3 separate regions of the Gossypium hirsutum genome follow, and all the other regions are linked to region 2. The links are chromatin contacts, called in public Hi-C maps. All regions are on one chromosome and are shown on one strand. The core of a region is the stretch at or near the end of the contact, and the rest is flanking DNA. Distances in the headings are between cores, read along the strand shown.

The links. Hi-C and Micro-C count contacts between places; a contact is called where the count stands out from the background.
Region 1: a Hi-C map of leaf shows a contact between it and region 2, with 2.8 times the contacts expected there. The contact joins the promoter of LOC107920311 here to the enhancer-like site in region 2. A contact is called at or near these places in 11 of 34 Hi-C or Micro-C datasets (anther, callus and leaf).
Region 3: a Hi-C map of leaf shows a contact between it and region 2, with 5 times the contacts expected there. The contact joins two enhancer-like sites. A contact is called at or near these places in 4 of 34 Hi-C or Micro-C datasets (hypocotyl and leaf).

The regions. Positions count from the first base shown.
Region 1 is chrA08:100,305,756-100,308,455 of Gossypium_hirsutum_v2.1, reverse strand. It overlaps LOC107920311 (cytochrome P450 78A9), which reads left to right and starts at 1,277. Exons shown (of 2, transcript XM_016849957.2): 1 at 1,277-2,700. The coding sequence starts at 1,851.
Region 2 is chrA08:100,016,198-100,019,005 of Gossypium_hirsutum_v2.1, reverse strand. No RefSeq gene overlaps it. Among protein-coding and RNA genes, the nearest start is that of LOC121205591, 18 kb to the left of the region's middle. Within about 2 kb of position 1,420, at least 1 of the 9 cell types and tissues checked has an H3K27ac peak or open chromatin away from gene starts, as enhancers often do. A contact at or near this core is called in leaf, where this site is marked.
Region 3 is chrA08:100,323,358-100,326,057 of Gossypium_hirsutum_v2.1, reverse strand. No RefSeq gene overlaps it. Among protein-coding and RNA genes, the nearest start is that of LOC107920311, 18 kb to the right of the region's middle. Within about 2 kb of position 1,272, at least 3 of the 9 cell types and tissues checked have an H3K27ac peak or open chromatin away from gene starts, as enhancers often do. A contact at or near this core is called in leaf, where this site is marked.

The sequences.
Region 1 (2,700 bases), core at 28-2,527, 290 kb before region 2:
CCATGTTATTATTATTATTATTATAATCTGATGCTTCACCGAATGGTGAGAAGAGTAATTTAGTACACATTAAGATTAATTCATTTCTTTGGCTGCTATCTCCGACAATTTGCATTATTTTCCCTTTTTGAATGAAAATAATTAGTGAGTGGTGGGTCAAGTTTAGTCAACTGAACTGTTTCCTCCTACTACAATAGATTTGATTTATAATTATTTTACACCTTTATTTTGCCTAATTCAGTACATTCACTCAACAAATATTCTTAATTGACCAAATACCATAAACTCAGCATATCACTTATGGTTTTTTTTTTTTAGACAAAATGTAAGACCCTTTTGATATATATTTCTCATTCACAAAATTTGAACTGCATTAAATTTTTACAGCTCCATAACAACTTTTGATATTAAGTTCTTGTGACATTGACCATGGTTTAGTCTTTGGTATTGGTCTTGCCCTTTCTAGGAAACTGAGAAATTGAAAAGGCTTCAAGCTTTTGAGTGTTGACTACCTGATTGCTTCAAGCCAAACAAGATCAACGGTCAGGGATTGGTCATACTGCAACTTCAAAAATCCAGGACGTTCAATAACTGCCACGTGAACAGCATATTTATTCCAGAGTTTGACAACTATAACCATGTATCCAAGACACATGGACGGTGATAAATGCAAACAAAGCATGGGCATTAAAGGGAATAGGAGAGGGAAGCGAGAAGCAGGAGTTGTCACCATCAGACATTGCATGAAAGGAACACGTGTCGACAAGCCAGGCGATGGTTGAAATACGGTTTTTGGTGTTTGTGGGAAGGGATTTAGATATGGGCGTATTTAAGCCATCGCTGGGTGTCATGTTTTTTTTTTTTATTTACGCCTAAAAGCAGTGAATGATGGTAGAAGGCATGGGTGTCATGTGCTACAGTTGCTTTGCCACCCGACAACATCCGTCCACACGACCCCCTCGTGTCATTCCTTGGTAACTTGAACATTTTTAACACCCATGTTAACTTGTCCGAGGAATTTGTCCTCTTCACGCGCCACCCTTTTAATTTTCATCATCTATTTCTCAATCTTTGTATAAAATAAAGATTACAGTTCAGTATACCAAACTCATGTGTCCATATTCAATTTATTTTTAGTACACTACAAAGGAACATTTCTTGGTTGGGATTGAAAATGACATCATCAAAACTAGTAAATCAATATTTCTCTTCCTCCCAACCTTTTTGTTCGTTACTTCATTCTATCAAAAAGGTTCAACGAGGGAGCATTCTTGAAAATCATTTTTTTTTCATTACTGATTCATATATATATTACACAAAATAGTGGGTTAAATAATTATGTCACGCTAACGTTGAGGAATTTTTATTGGTTTCACACTCCACAATTGGGCCTCAATCTAGGGCTCATTTGCATAGTCCAGAATAGGTCAACCCAATTTCTTTTAGCACATATTTATTCATTTTGTGCGGTCTAGTTCCCGACATATAAACGTCAGCCACTAAGCACACGATCCCAGGAAATAAGGGTGTGTTTCCACGCGCTCCAATGTCGGAGATATCTTTTCCCTGTACTCCGTCATGCAATCGTGGCGGCGCAACTACTTTATATAAAGAAAACGAAATTACGGTGTTCTTAAAATACATTTAAAAAACATTCAAGATTTTACCACAAATATCGGCATTTGGCAGTATTTCTCCCGTAAGGAGGGTTATTGATTTTGTGACCGTCTAAGCGCATCCGCCCCTGTATAAATAGCATCCGCACTCATTAGTGTTTACACCCTAAAATATAAAAGCCAGCATCCTTGTACTCCCCTTGTTTCAATTCCCAGAATCCAGCCTCCAACGCCATGAGAAGTGAGATAGAGAGTGTTTGGGTGTTTGCCCTTGCATCCAAATGGCGAACCTTTTCTCAAGAAAGCTTTGCATGGTCGATTTTCATCATTCTTCTTGCCTGGCTAATCATGACCCTTGTCTACTGGGCTTACCCTGGTGGCCCAGCCTGGGGCAAGTACAGGATCGTGAACCGTTCCTCACTTACTGCTGCTAACAAGAGGAGAATTCCAGGGCCTAGAGGTTTGCCTCTAATAGGCAGCATGAAGCTGATGGCCAGCTCCTTGGCTCACCACCGGATTGCGGCCGCAGCAGAAGCATGCAAAGCCAAGAGGCTAATGGCCTTTAGCCTGGGTGACACTCGTGTTATCGTCACGTGCAATTCGGATGTAGCGAGAGAGATTCTCAACAGCTCTGTGTTTGCTGATAGGCCGGTAAAAGAGTCGGCTTATAGCTTGATGTTCAACAGAGCAATCGGGTTCGCACCTTACGGGGTTTACTGGCGAACCCTGAGGAGAATCGCGGCTACGCACCTTTTCTGTCCTAAGCAAATCAGAGGTGCCGAGGAACAGAGACGCCAGATCGCCTCTGAAATGGTCACCTTATTTGCTCTCCATAACCAAAGCTTCCACGTCCGCCAACTGCTCAAACGAGCTTCTCTAAACAACATGATGGCTTCAATATTCGGACGAAAATATAACTTAAATTCCACCAGCAATGAAGTCGAACAACTTCGAGCTTTGGTTGAAGAAGGCTACGATTTACTGGGCTCATTAAATTGGTCCGACCATCTTCCATGGCTAGCCGATTTCGACCCTCAAAAAATCAGAGTTCGATGCTCCAACCTTGTGCCCAAAGTTAACCGCT
Region 2 (2,808 bases), core at 171-2,670:
GTGGCAGATCCTGAAGCCATTGCAATACTGGTGGTAAAAGCAATAGGGCTGTCATGTTGTGATGTTACAATTTGCGCCATGAGAACAAGAAAAGTGATTCAATTAATATGAAAAATGAATCAAATAACAACAATCAAATACTCTAATACCACAACAGTAAAACTCTAACTGATGAACAATGATCAAACATAAAAACAAAGAACAATGAAATGCAGAAAAGTTAAAGAAGAAAGAAAGCTTTTGAGATAAAACTCATTTTCAATCATTATAAGTAGTAGAATGCATACATTCAGTGTTTATATACTAATTAATCAACTATTGTTAACAATTTATTAACAGATTAATAAATACTGTTAATACTTGCAAACAACTCAATCTGTTAGTTGTTAATAGTTAATAGCTAACAGCCTAACAAACTATTCCAACGCGCATTTAGCACATGCTCAATTATCCCAATACAAACACAATTATAATTTAGTACAAGGCGAACTCATTTGTGTTCTCTGGTCACTTTTGCAAATCAATAATAAATAATGGCAGTCTTAAGACCAAAGACATAAACAACTATTCTTCCTCACTTTCTTTTTTATTTTTACTCTATTTTCTTCATTAGTTTGAGCTCATATTTTTCTAATGTGTAATGACTTAAACATCAGAGAGCATTCCAAAGCACAAACTCTCATATCTCTAGCTCACCTTCACCTTACAATAACTACCGAGCATTCAAGCTCATTTCGTTGCCCTTGAAGAAAATATCTCAAACCAATACATCATCAATCATGTATAAACAAGAAGCCTCATTATGAACTGAGCAAAAATCATGGCTCAACCTCCTTAGCACTTCAAGTTAGGGATAAGCAAAAATCTAATTAGCTAATCAATTTAATGGAAAAAGTCGATTTTCAATTTATTCAGTCAAGGTAATGGGTTTGATGATTTATTCAAGTCTAATTTTGGGCTTCCGAACTAAATGAATAGACCGAATACCCATATTAATTCCAAAATCCAATTAATTAATTCAATACAATTTTTTTTTCTGTTTTATAAATAAATAAGTAGAAAAATTAAATACCGCCAAAATTGACCAAATTAAACTGAAGAAGTTTGTTTGATTATTTTGATTATTTTTTTTTCATATAGAGTCGATTGTTTCAATAATTTTAATAAGTTTATTATTAACATAATAATATTTTATATGATTCAAGTTAATTTTTGTCTAAAAATCATATTACGGAGCTCCTTTTCGACAAAATCATTTACCCTTTTCAACAATTTCTAGAAAGAAAAGTTTATTTCTATTGAGCGATTTATTTTCGTGAGACAAACATAAAAAGGAAAAAAGGAAAAACATTTTTTTCCAAGTCATGTTCTGCAATGCATCCAACATTGATGGGTTTGGGTTGGGTAATGGATATTTGCCACTTAACTCTTTACTTCCCTTCAAGCAAAAGCTTAAGCAATACAAGATCCATAGGGTTATCTTTCAGAATGGTTAGAAGTGGCCCAAAAATACCCATTACGAAAATGGGTACTAAAACTCATAGATCAAAATGATATTATCTTGAAAGAAGAAAAGCGGTTAATGTCAATTAATTACTCCACCTCCTTCACTCAAAAACACTCATTTGATGGAATTTTATTAAAATAATATTTTTTTACTAAAATAATACAGATTCAATTTTATTTATTAAAATAATATAAATTGAATAATAAAAAGAACTTTTCGTTTTCCATACCCTAAATTGACACAGTTGGTGGCAATTGGAGAGAGCACAGAAAATGGAGCCATGTGTGCGAGAACACAACCAACCCAACATAAACCTCAACCCTATTTACTACTTCCACCCTAAATCACTATATAAACCTCCCAAACCCAAACTCATCTCACACAACTCCTACATTAAAAAAGTTGTGGAAAAAATATTTCCAATTGATTTTAGTTTTTGAACTTTTTTTTAAAAAAAATTATAAATCTAATTCAACCTATTTTGAACTTTTTATCCTAGTTAATATATTAATAAAATTTTATATTTATTTTTTACAAAGTGTCTTGTCGGATTGCTCAAGTAAACATACTTATCACTTACCATCCTATAATGTCAGGTTATTAAGGTAAAAAAAAATTTACTTTGATGCGTCTACTACATGTCCTCAATTATGACATGATAAGTGAACTTAATCTATGTCCTTGATTTTCGCTAATGCCTAAATTTGTGACATATCACTTTAACTACATAAAGGAACATATCTTCAACATGATATGTTTAAGTTATCAAGATTTGCATACATCCTTCTTGGGAATAGAAGAGTTCAATAAAATGAGTTATTGAGTATTTTCATTAAGACTGCCGAAAATGATTGATATTTAGATTTGGATAAAAAAAATGAGTTGATATCTTAGAAAATAGTTCATAATTGATTGAATCAATTTTACATTTTTTAAAATTTTAAAATTATTTATTTAATTAAAATCGGATGAATTAATTTTTATTGGAGTTGTGTGAGATGAGTTTAGCTTTTTAGGGATTTATATAGTAATTTAGGATGGGGCATTAAATAAGGTTGAGTGGGATTTAATATTGAGTTGGATTGAGGTTGTGGGTTTTGGAAACAGAAGGTGATGGTGATATAGAACTCAATTTTCTCTGTCATTCTCCCAAATCGTCATTGTGTTGATTTGAAGTATGGGAACACTATATTATATTTTTATAAATAAAATTAGATTTATATTATTTTAGTAAAAATCCCTTCATTTGATCACTTTTATTAGCATTAATGACATTGTTTTCGAGTTTTTTTATTAAAATA
Region 3 (2,700 bases), core at 23-2,522, 310 kb before region 2:
TTTCAATATGTATATACTTTGTAAATATTTTAACATTTTATTGTGTGTATGTATTTTTAAATATTGTATTTTTATTATGTATATATATATACCTTCTAAACGCTATATTTTTATACATGTCATGTATATATTTCGAATATTATATAGCATATTTCTAATACTATTATTATTTACATATACATGTTCTACGTACATATTCTTAATATCATTATCATATATGTGTACTCGTTTTCATTTCATGTTTAATTCTAGTATACGTTTAATATCGCACATATCTGTATTGTTTTTAATTTATTTGTCACACTTACATTCGCTTCCATATATTTCTAGCTCTGTCATCTATTTTAATCAATTTGCTTTGCATTATTTCGAAAATCTTATTTTTTTATTTTTTTAATAAATAAGGCAACGTATCGGTTTAATACTAAGTCACCGATTTCATCGCTATGTTGGGTGAACATCAATTGACTTGTGTTAAACGGTATGCCCTTCTAAAAAATCGGAAAAGCTAAAATTTCTCGTGTTCCAATCGGATTATGACTAAATGTTACATTGAACTCGTATTTTTGAAAATCAAGATAACACGTGTTTTACAAGATACCAATTTTGGGCGTCGCGAGGGTGCTAATACCTTTCTCGCTCGTAACCGACTCCCGAACTCTAATTTTTCTCTGGACTTTGACGTAGACCTAAACTCGACCTCCTTTTTATTTTAAAAAATAAATTTATTAATAAAAAGGATCGGTGGCGACTCCCTTTGTTAATAAAATCGAAAGTTACTTTTCAAATGTTTAATAAATCGCTACAATTAGCGACCAAGCTAAAATTTTTACGTCGCTACATCGTTAATTCATATACATACTATATAATAATAAATTTTACATGCAATTAGCAAATTGATTGTTTTATATAAAGAATTCTATTAAATAATATAAATTATATTTTTTATAAGAAAAAATTATTTGTGTTGTAATCATATAAAATTAAATATGGTATTACATTAGAAATTAAAGTAATTTTCCAAATTATTTAAACCATCAAAACCCACGGCTTGATTTAAGCTCGAATATGAGAAGAAAAAAAAAAGAATTCAAACCTGAAAATTCAAGTCCAAAAGAGAACCCAAGCCCAAAAATTTCATGCCTAAAAAATTTAAATCTGAAAAAGTTTATCCATACTTGCCCATTTGCCGCCTCTATGAATCCACAGTTGAACCCTTCAATCTAGCGGGAATTTGAGAAAGTGGGTGACATCAATAGACGCTACCAAAAGCCCAATATGACGGGCCGTTTTCCAAGGTAACCAGGCCTTTGTCCACGAAGAAAATCAGAAACATATGTAACAAGAGCTCCTGTTTGGATAAATTATCTAGTGGAGGAAAAAAAAGTTAAAAGTTGTCCCTGTGCTCTTCAAAAATTTGAAATTTAATCTTGATGTTTTAACTTTAAGAATTTAGTACATTTACTTTTTAGCTTTAAAAATTGAAATCTAATTGTTACTTCTTCTTCTTCTTTTTTTTTTTGATAATTTGGTTGGTGTAACATTTTGAAATAAAAAAGTACTCACTCGGTAGTAATGCAACTAAAAAAAAGACATTATAATGAACTTGAATTTAAAAAAATATTTTAAACAGTATTAATAGTTAAACCTGAATTTTGAAATTGATAATTTAAAGGGAACAAATTTCTCAAAATAAAAATACATAGACTAATTTTTAAATTTACAAAGAGTGTAAAGAAATTAAAATATCACAATAACTAAAAGAAATTAAAAAATGAGATTAAGGATTTACTATGTGTTACTACCTTATTTTGAAAGAATAAATAAAATTAACTATACATGAAAAAAATGTACATATACAAATATAATGTAAATATAAATACATATTTAAGCAATTATAAAGTAGAATCAAACCATTAAAAAGCACAAATAAATAAGAGAAGAAAATGATTCGAGACTAAAACCTAGACATATACAATTGCATATGATGGGTTAAAAACCCACGCAGCACAATTATAAATAGAAAAACTCAAACTTAGATCTTTCAAACCAAACAGTACCAAGGCTTTATAAAAATTTATTTTCTAATAACTAATGATAATAATTTTTTAATGTATGGACAATTAACCATACAATCACACATCATTAGAATAGCCCTTGGCACTTTATGTGCATTTATCATATTTTCATCTATACATACTGATACTAATAAATAAAAGTCCAAACTAGTCATAAATCGAGCATGTATAAATTAATAATTTTACATGTGTCATTGTATAAATAATTGTCAAGATATAAATATTGAAATAATATAGACTAACAAGATATTAAATATAAATTCACATAATAAAATTAGTATGTGGAAGCCTTTATTTTTATTAATTAATAATTTCAACTTTTCAAACGGATATATAAATGAGATTCCTCTAAGTTTCTTAAATATAAAAACTTGAGATTCAAATGTAATAGTAGTAGGATAGATAAGCAAGTTCGGTTCAATAAATCTAAAGGAATCCCCACAATAATTAAAGATTTGGTAATCTTTAACTCCCAAGTCCCATGTCCCATCCGCATATCTAAGAAATGCCTTGGGAAAAAAAAAATCAACGCCTTTGCCGTTGTTCCAACTTTTTTGTGAGTCAAAAGCAAAGGAAATGGCAATGAAAATGTGATACCCATTAACAATTGGAAGCTGAACAT